Linked DNA regions of Capra hircus: region 1 is linked to region 2. Evidence: chromatin contacts called from public Hi-C data. All regions are on one chromosome and are shown on one strand. The core of a region is the stretch at or near the end of the contact, and the rest is flanking DNA. Distances in the headings are between cores, read along the strand shown.

The links. Hi-C and Micro-C count contacts between places; a contact is called where the count stands out from the background.
Region 1: a contact with region 2 is called in a Hi-C map of blood, with 3 times the contacts expected there. The contact joins the promoter of VPS36 here to the enhancer-like site in region 2. A contact is called at or near these places in 3 of 5 Hi-C or Micro-C datasets (blood and liver).

What each region holds. Positions count from the first base shown.
Region 1 is chr12:65,054,551-65,059,175 of ARS1.2, reverse strand. It overlaps VPS36 (vacuolar protein-sorting-associated protein 36), which reads left to right and starts at 3,360. Exons shown (of 14, transcript XM_018056691.1): 1 at 3,360-3,550. The coding sequence starts at 3,455.
Region 2 is chr12:64,968,380-64,973,093 of ARS1.2, reverse strand. No RefSeq gene overlaps it. Among named protein-coding and RNA genes, the nearest start is that of TRNAM-CAU, 8.4 kb to the right of the region's middle. Within about 2 kb of position 2,508, at least 1 of the 5 cell types and tissues checked has an H3K27ac peak or open chromatin away from gene starts, as enhancers often do.

The sequences.
Region 1 (4,625 bases), core at 2,111-4,610, 85 kb before region 2:
TAAATAAATACAAGAACCCAAAAGAGAAGAAAAGAAGGAAATTGTGCTCAACTGCATTTTTGGGCAAGACTCTCAATGTTGAATTGCATCAAATGTCTTTTACAATTTCTTTGGTGATCATTTAATTTTCTTCTGTGATCTATCAGTGGGTTAAATTTTTTGTTTGTTAGCACTTTTAAAAAAACTTTTTATTTTGAAGCATAGACAGTTAACAATTTTGTGATAGTTTCAGGTGGAGGGACTCAGCCATATATACGTCCTGAGTATGCTCAGTCACTCGGTTGTGTCTGATTCTTTGGGGCCCCTGGGCTATAGCCCACCAGGCTCCTCTGTCCATGGGATTCTCCAGGCAAGGATACTGGAGTGGGTTGCCACTTCCTGCTCCAGCGGATCTTCCCGACCCAGGGATCGAACCCAAGTCTCTTGTGTCTCCTGCATTGGGAGGTGGGTTCTTTACCACTAGCGCCACGTGGGAAGCCCCAGCCATCTATATTCAATGGGTTAAATTTTGATAATAGCTTTCCTAATACTGAATTGTATTTGTTACTCCTTAGACAAACTGCACTTGAATTGCGCTGTCATTCTTTTACTGTTCTGTTCTCTTAATTTTGCTATTAATATTTTAATATATACTTTTGCATTCATACTAATGTGACTGTTTTTTAATATAGATTCCTGTGGTATTTTTGTTGAGTTTTGGGATTAGTGTTTTTCTGGCTTCACAAACAGAATTTGAAAACTTTCCTTTTTTATGCTCTGGAAAACTTTAACTGCTAAAAGAATTATTTTTTTCTGTCAAGGTTTTAAAGAATTCACCTGTGAATCTGTTTGGACCTGAAGTGTTTTCTCTTTGTTTTTGTTTTTGTTTTTTTTGGTAACTCTTTGATAACTTTCTCAATTTTAGGCTTTAAAAATCCTTTTCTGGGGTTAATTTGAACGTTCATGGTCTCCCAGCACCCACTGCAATCAAGTTTTCACATTCATTTGCATAGGGCTCTGAAAATCATCTTTTATGAGACTCGTAGATGTTCAATCCGAGTTGTCACTCTTAGGGTCTCCAGTCGCCAATGCTCACGTACAGCCTGGAAAAGAAATCGATGTAGAAGCAGTCCTTTCCCACATTGAAATTTCCAAGTAGGATAAAGCATTTTGTTGTAATGACCCAAAATGTATCTTCCAGAAACTCAGATCGTAGAATTTATCACTGGGAAGGGCATCAAGAAATGATCTGGACTCTGGGAATTCCCTGGCAGTCCAGTGGTTAGGACTCTGTGCGGCTCTGCAGGGGCAGAGGTTCAATTCCCCGTCAGGGACCTAAGATCCCACATGGCGCAAGGCCAGGCCAAAACAATAACAACAACAACAAAAACCAGCCCAACTCTCACACAATCTCACTTCCCCTTCTGTTTTTGAGCAAAGAAACCAACCCATTTCTTTGCTTTCCTTGGCAGAAAAATTCCTCAAAAGGATCATCTATGCTCCCTGTCTGTAAGTCCCCTCCTCTTTTTCTCTTTTAAAATCAGATCATGAGGATTTTTTCTTCCACCACCCCATTGGACCACTCCTGCCTAGGCCACCAAAATGTCCACGTGAGAAAAACAGGGATCAGTCCCCCAGCACCTGCCCCACCAGCAGAATTGTCACAGCCCAGCTTTCCTCCTCACGGTACCCCCTCTTCTCTTGGCTTCCAGAACCCCACACCCTCCTGGTTGTCTCCCTACCTTACCCATAAGCAGCTCCTTCTCCATCTCTTTCTCCACACCCCTTCCTCCCCTGACCTGTGTGCTTCGGTGTAAATGAATATTCCCCAGCTCTTGAGCAGGAGTTGTCCACAGTGTTAGCCACTCTTCAGGATGAAGATCTTCTTTTGATTCAAAGGTATTGAGAAATTGTCTCATTGGTAAGTGAAAATAGGAAAAAAGAATAGAGGGGAGGGGGGTGGAGGGGGTTCAGGATGTGGGGGTCACATTTATCCCTTGGCCGATTCATGTGGATATATGGCCAAAACCAATATGATATTGTAAAGTAATTATCCTCCATTTAAAGTAAATTAAAAAAACCAATACAGTATTGTAAAGTAAAATAAAAATAAATAAATAAATAAAAAGAAAAAAAAAGTAAATTAAAATAATAATTGTCAAGTGGCAAAAAAAAAACCAACAAAAATTATAACATCTAATGTAGCCAGGGTAACTTGGCTTGGATGAAGAACAATTTGCTGGTGGCACTACGTTCTGCCTCAATAAGTTCCCAATATGTAGCAGGTTTGCAAAACATGGGTTCAAACTCTTAAAAGCAGTCATCCTACTTTGGGAAGACACTCTAAGAAAATAATCCGAAAGGGGAAAATACATATCAGTTGTAGAAGTACAAATACAGGTGCTTCACTTATAATGCAAGGTAGAGAAAGAAATGAAAGGGACAGCAGCCAAGGCCCAGCAGGTGGGAGTGGCAGTCAGGCACTGGTTTGCAGAGACCCATCCACAGGTGAATTATAATAGATCTATATAGTCCTGAAACACTATCTAGAGTAAATTTGTGAAGTCTGTGTTAATACTGGAAATGTTTAAATGAAAAGGATTTTAATTGGAAAAAAAGTGGGGCGCAAAATAGTACTTTTTTTTTTTACAAAATAGTACTTACATATTGATTGAAGCTGTGTGAAAACAAATCAGTCATAAATATTCATCTGGGAAAAAAGTATTCAATGACAGGCTTTAATGAACGCGGCAGCATGCTGGGAAGTGACAAGAAAAGGGCACAAATATGCAGGAATAGTGTACAATCAGAAAGTCCAAGCTGCGTTCTAGGCTCCCTAAAAGTCTCTTGTAATCTCTGGGTTTGCGGCTGAGGACCAAGACTCTTGAGGGTCTCTTGGACTGCAAGGAGATCAAGCCAGTCAATCCTAAAGGAAGTCAATCGTGAATATTCATTGGAAGGACTGAAGCTGAAGCTCCAATACTTTGGCCACCGGTTGCGAAGAGCCAAAGAGCCGACTCATTAGAAAAGACCCTGATGCTGGGAGAGATTCAAGGCAGGAGAAGAAGGGGACGACAGAGGACGAGATGGTTGGATGGCATCACTGACTCTATGGACACGAGTTTGAGCAAGCTCCGGGAGATGGTGAAGGACAGGGAAGCCTGCTGTGCTGCAGTCCATGGGGTCGCAAAGAGTCCGACACGACTGAGCGACTGAAAAAGGACAAAGGATAGGGTGGACGTCCCCATTGGGACTGTGGCCGATGGACCGCCAGAGGGCGCACCAAGCACGTCTCCACGTCCCCGGGCGCCCCGCGGCCGCGCGCGCTCCGCAGGGCTCCGGGGCCAGACAGCTCCCTCCCTGCCGGCCTCCGCCCCGCCCGCCGCCAGGGGGCGCCGCAGGCTGCCCGGCGGCTCGGCTCGCCGTCCCGGAGCGCCAGCGCGGGCGAGCGGCGGAGGCCGGCCAGGCGGCGGCCATGGACCGCTTCGTGTGGACCAGCGGCCTCCTGGAGATCAACGAGACGCTGGTGATCCAGCAGCGGGGGGTGCGCATCTACGACGGCGAGGAGAAGGTAGGGCGGCGGCCGGCCGGGCCTCGCTCCGCGACCCCAGCTCCCCGGCTGGCCTCGCCGATCGGCGCCGCCCCCGCTGTCCACGCCCGCCGGGCGCCGGGCTCCGGCCCGACTCGGGAACGGCTCCCGCGGGGAGCGCGCGGGCGGCGCCCCTCTCCCAGCCCGGGCAGAGACCCCCGCTCCGGGCGGCACGGCGGACGCGGGCAGGGAACCCCGAGTCCTCGCCCCCGATCGCGCCGGGCAGGCCGGTTCCGCCTTTGTCCCGAGGCCGCCGGGTCCTGCGCTCCCGAACTGGGCGTGGCTTCGGGCGCCGGGACCTGGGGGAACCGGGGGGACAGGGCGGTCCTGGCCGGAGCGGGAGCGGGGCGAACCGAAAGGATTTCCGAAGAGAAAAGCCCGCCTCTCCTGGGACGCCTCGGCCAGAGGCTCTGTGTGTGTGGATTGCTCGTGGTCCGGAAGAGACGTTGGAAAGGAGGTTTGATTGTTTTGTCGAGTGATGGAACAGGCCGTGCCTGGTAATCCAAACGTAAACCATAAAGAGCTGTGTTTGCAGATGGCAAGGAGAAATATTACCTGTGTTTCACGGACACGTTAACATTCACTGGAGACTACCGTCATACTACGAACGATCATCCTGTTCTGAATGAAATGTATGAGCTGGAATTAGGGGGAAAAAATTATCAGCATTTTTAGTTTCCAGAAGTTTTCACTTGCTACCTTGTCCTTCCTTGCAGTTTCCTTAGAGAGAAACTTCCTCCTGTACTTTGGAACTCGTTGCCTGACCCAGAGCTTTTCCTGTCTGTACTTGAGAGTAGCTTGAGGCCTCCTTCCTTCCAGGGCGGGGCTTACACAGCCACCCGAGGCACGCTGACATGCCTGGGGACCCCGTTGCCCTGCCTCCTCGAGGGCATTTTTGCATGTTTCCATTATTGGGTCGAGATCTTTTCTTTTGTTTGGACTTAGAAACTCAGTTTCGGAGAAGGCAATGGCACCCCACTCCAGTACTCTTGCTTGGAAAATCCCATGGGCGGAGGAGCCTGGTGGGCTGCAGTCCATGGGGTTGCAAAGAGTCTAA
Region 2 (4,714 bases), core at 1,259-3,758:
ACCACTACTCAACAATAAAAAAGAATAAGCCACCAATACATGCAGCAGCTTGAACCTCCAAAACATTATATTAAACAAAAGAAGCCAGACATAGAAGAGAGTATATTGCATGATTCCATTTATGTAAAGTCCAAGGACAGGCAAATAAATACTATAGCACCAGAAATCAGAACCACCGTTGTCTTTGGGGATGTGTGATGGGCATTGGCTTGAAAGGGCACAAAGGAACTTCTGCATGTTGGAAATGGTCTGAATCTTGCTTTGAGTAATGGGGTTACATAAGTATATACTGGATTTACCTGGTGGTACTAGTGGTAAAGAACCCACCTGCCCGTGCAGGAGACATAAGAGACATGGGTTCAACCCCTGGGTCAGGAAGATCCCCTGGAGGAGGGCATGGCAACCCACTCCAGTATTCTCGCCTGGAGAATCTCATGGACAGAGGAGCCTGGTGGGCTATGATCCATGGAGTTGTAAAGAGTCAGACACGACTGAAGTGACTTAGCGTGCACGCACAGGTGTATACATTTGTCAAAACATTAAACTGTATACTGAAGATGTACACATTGTGTTGTGTATGCAATACACCTTAATTAAAGAACAATGCAGTCTTATGTTTTTGTAATTTGGCTGCTCAAAGAGATTTTTCCATAATGAACTCCAATGCATCATTTTATTTCCTTTCTAGCTTCCGTCACTTCTTTTGACTCATACTCAAATCTCATGTATGTTAATCATGTGAGAGGTTACCAGGCCTCTCTCTGGATCTATAGACTTATTTTCTTAATACATGTGGTATTGTGATAACAGACATCTCATCCCCTCACCCACAGGGGATAAGAAGTAGCTGCAGTGTGCACTAAAAGGCACAGTGGTAATAGTGACACCTTGGCAGTGGAGGAGAAAAAACTAAAAGTATGACCTAAGAATCCAAAAGAGTGTGAGCCTGGAATGATTGAAACAAAATCAGACAATGTTATACATTTCCGTAGTCACAGGGCATCACGTTTTGTCATAGGGTTCATCCAGAAATGTTAAATCATATGCAGTATATTCTATTTAAACCTAGGTAAATCATATGCAGTATATTCAAAGCTATGGTTTTTCCAGTAGTCATGTATGGATGTGAGAGTTGGATTATAAAGAAAGTTGAGCACCAAGGAATTGATGCTTTTGAACTGTAGTGTTGGAGAAGACTCTTGAGAGTCCCTTGGACTGCAAGGAGATCCAACCAGTCCATCCTAAAGGAGATCAGTCCCAGGTGTTCATTGGAAGGTCTGATGTTGAAGCTGAAACTCCAATACTTTGGCCACCTAATGCGAAGAACTGACTTATTTGAAAAGACCGTGATGCCGGGAAAGATTGAAGGCAGGAGGAGAAGGGGACAACAGAGAATGAGATGGTTGGATGGCATCACCGACTCAATGGACATGAGTCTGAGTAAATTCCAGGAGTTGGTGATGCACAGGGAGGCCGAGCGTGCTGCAGTCCAAGGGGTCGCAAACAGTCGGAGATGACTGAGCGACTGAACTGAACTGAACTGATCTTCTATTTTAAAAGCAAAGAAGGGTAAATACATGAACATTTCATAGAGAACAATTTAAATCATATTTCTGTTTTGGTGCATGAAGGGATAAATCTTCAAATAGCCAGATTAATCCAGTCTGGGATGAAAGCCAGTCCCTGGTAGAACCAGGACTGGTGGCAAAGGAGCTGCCTTTGGGTAGATGGCTATTATTACACAACCAGGCGGAGTCCCAGGCAACTGAAAGGGGTCATGTAATCCCAATAAGCTCTGATTTAACACCTTTATCACCAACATGGAGCTTTCTTACCCTATAAGGATGCTGAGTAACGCTGCAAACATGCACTTTCTGTGGGCCATCTGGTTATGAAAACCCCATAGGGTAAGACTCATGAGAAGGTCTTGCTAGTTTTTCTGAAAGTAAATAATTCTAAATGGGCTCCTGGAGAGTTTTCTGGGTAATTCATACTCTACAGAGATTTGATTGCAGAAAATTTCCAGTAAACTTAAAACTCAACTTCCTATAACAGTTAGAAAGTGTACAAAAACAATTGGCTTTTGTTCGATTGAGAAAGACCCTGGATGAGTAGAACTTTGAAATTTTGAAAGAAAAAGATAGATAAATAAGACGGAAATTTCTGACTGTCAGTGACTAAAGAAAACCTTGCTGAACTTGGAAAGTATAATAAAAGAGGGATCTTGCCTAGTTTGAGGTGTTGTATCCTTGGGCTTCCCTGGTGGTTCAGCAGTAAAGAATTTGCCTGGCAATGCAGGAGATGTGGGTTCAATCCCTGGTTCAGGAAGGTCCCTGGAGAAGAACTATTCTTGGGTGGGAAATCCCATGGACCGAGGAGCCTGGCGTGTTGCAGTCCATGGGGTCGCAAAGAGTCGGACACAACTGAGTGACTGAACTGAACTGAGCAACTAAACAACAACATCTTGAGTTCAGATTCACGCTTGGATAGAATGCCGTGTGTTCTCAGGGATGAAGGGCCCACAGGAGAATGAGAGCGGGGAGGCAGATGCTGTTGGAAGGAGAGAGCTTGGAATGTCCTAGTGGTCAAGAGAAATGCATGTGTGGGTGTGTGGGAGGGTATCAGGGGAAATGAACACTGCCAAGTTGATTTGTATTTTAACTACCAGAGCATTCCTAAGACATTCTTCCAAGATGCTGGGATTAGAGAGATGGCAAGTTTCAACAGTATGTTTATCCATTACAAGTACAAGAACTAAGTAAAAAATTTTGGCAGATGTATCTTTAATTCTAAAAAGACAATGGTGACATTAAGGAGACTTTGAAACAAAGTGACTTCTCATAATTCCTTTACTCTTCAACAGCTAATATTCTATTTTTCTATGTTTTCTTCTGGACTAAAACTAAAACTCTCTTTCTCTAGCAGTACTTTTGAGTGAGTAAGTTTCCTCTTGGCATGATCTCTATTGAAGCAGCTTCTAAACCCTAATGAGCTGGGAACAATTCTCCAGTCCTGTATTATTCTGCCTTAAATTGGAAACTTGAACTTCAGAGAGGAATTATCTGCAATTATCATTTCATGACTGTTTTCAAGATTCCCCACTTTCAACATCCGCTGCATGTGGTCTGCAGAAGTAAAGCAAGTCAAACACTGTGGGCAAGAAAGCGATTCTGCTGTTCTTCAGAATGAGCTTCCCTGGTAGCTCAGTTGGTGAAGATCCACCTGCAATGCAGGAGACCCCAGTTTTATTCCTGGGCTGGGAAGATCTGCTGGAGAGAGGGTGGGCTACCCACTCCAGTATTCTTGGGCTTTCCTTGTGGCTCAGCTGCAGTGTGGGAGACCTGGGTTCAATCTCTGGGTTGGGAAGATCCCCTGGAGAAGAGAACAGCTACCCACTCCAGGGGTCACAAAGAGTCTGACACGACTTTCACTTTCACTTCACTTTCCAGAATGGGCTTAGGGATCATCCTTCCTAACTCCCTGTTATTAGTAAGAAAAATGAGGCCCAGAAAGGTCATAGAACTAATAAATTCAGTTGTTGAGATTTGACCCAAGGTGTTAAAAATTTTTAATTTTAAATAATTTTAGATTTTTAGAAAAAAATTCAAATCTACCTTCCTCTGCTGCCGCTGCTGCTAAGTTGCTTCAGTCGTGTCCGACTCTGTGCGACCCCATAGACAGCAGCCCACCAGGCTCCCCCATCCCTGGGATTCTCCAGGCAAGAACACTGGATTGGGTTGCCGTTTCCTTCTCCAATGCATGAAAGTGAAGTCGCTCAGTCATGTCCGACTCTTAGCGACCCCATGGACTGCAGGCTACCAGGCTCCTCCGTCCATGGGATTTTCCAGGCAAGAGTACTGGAGTGGGGTGCCATCGCCTTCTCTGCTACCTTCCTCTAACCCCCTCTTAATGTTAACAGACAACCATAGTTCAGTCATCAAAATCAGAAAACATTGTTACAGTACTATTAATTAAACTACAGACCTTTGAATTTCATCATTTTCCCCCCTAGCATCTCTTTGTCATTCTGGGATCCAATGCAGAATCTCACATTGCATTGAATTATTCCTCCTTAGTTTCTTCCAGTGAGGGAGAACTCCTCAATCTTTGTCTTCCATGACCTTGACACTGTTGAATAGTACTGGCCAGATATTTTGTAGAATGTCATTCATTTGGGGTTTGTCTAATGTTTCCTCACCATTAGACCGAGTTTATGCATGAGGCAAAGTGTCCTTCTCAGTACATTATATTAGAAAATACACAACGTTGGTATGTCCTGTTACTGGTGATATTATCCTTGATCACTTGGTTGAGATGGTATCTGTCAGGTTTCGCTACTCTTATTATTTTCCCCTTTGTAATTGAGGAATATCTTAGTGGAGTTACATTGAGATGATGCTAATATCCTAATTTTCCTCAAACTTTCACCTATAGATTTTAGTATTTATCAGTTGGAGAAGGAAATGGCAACCCACTCCAGTGTTCTTGCCTGGAGAATCCTGTGGACAGAAGAGCCTGGAGGGCTGCTGTCCATGGGGTCGCACAGAGTCGGACACGACTGAAGCGACTTAGTAGCAGCAGCAGCAGCAGTGGATGCTACCTGCAACAATCATTATTATAATGTTTACCTAATAGTGATTTTGTTATAGATAGATGGAATAGAGATATCTTTGTACTAATAGCTGGATGGATATTTATTTTATTCTGTGGATCA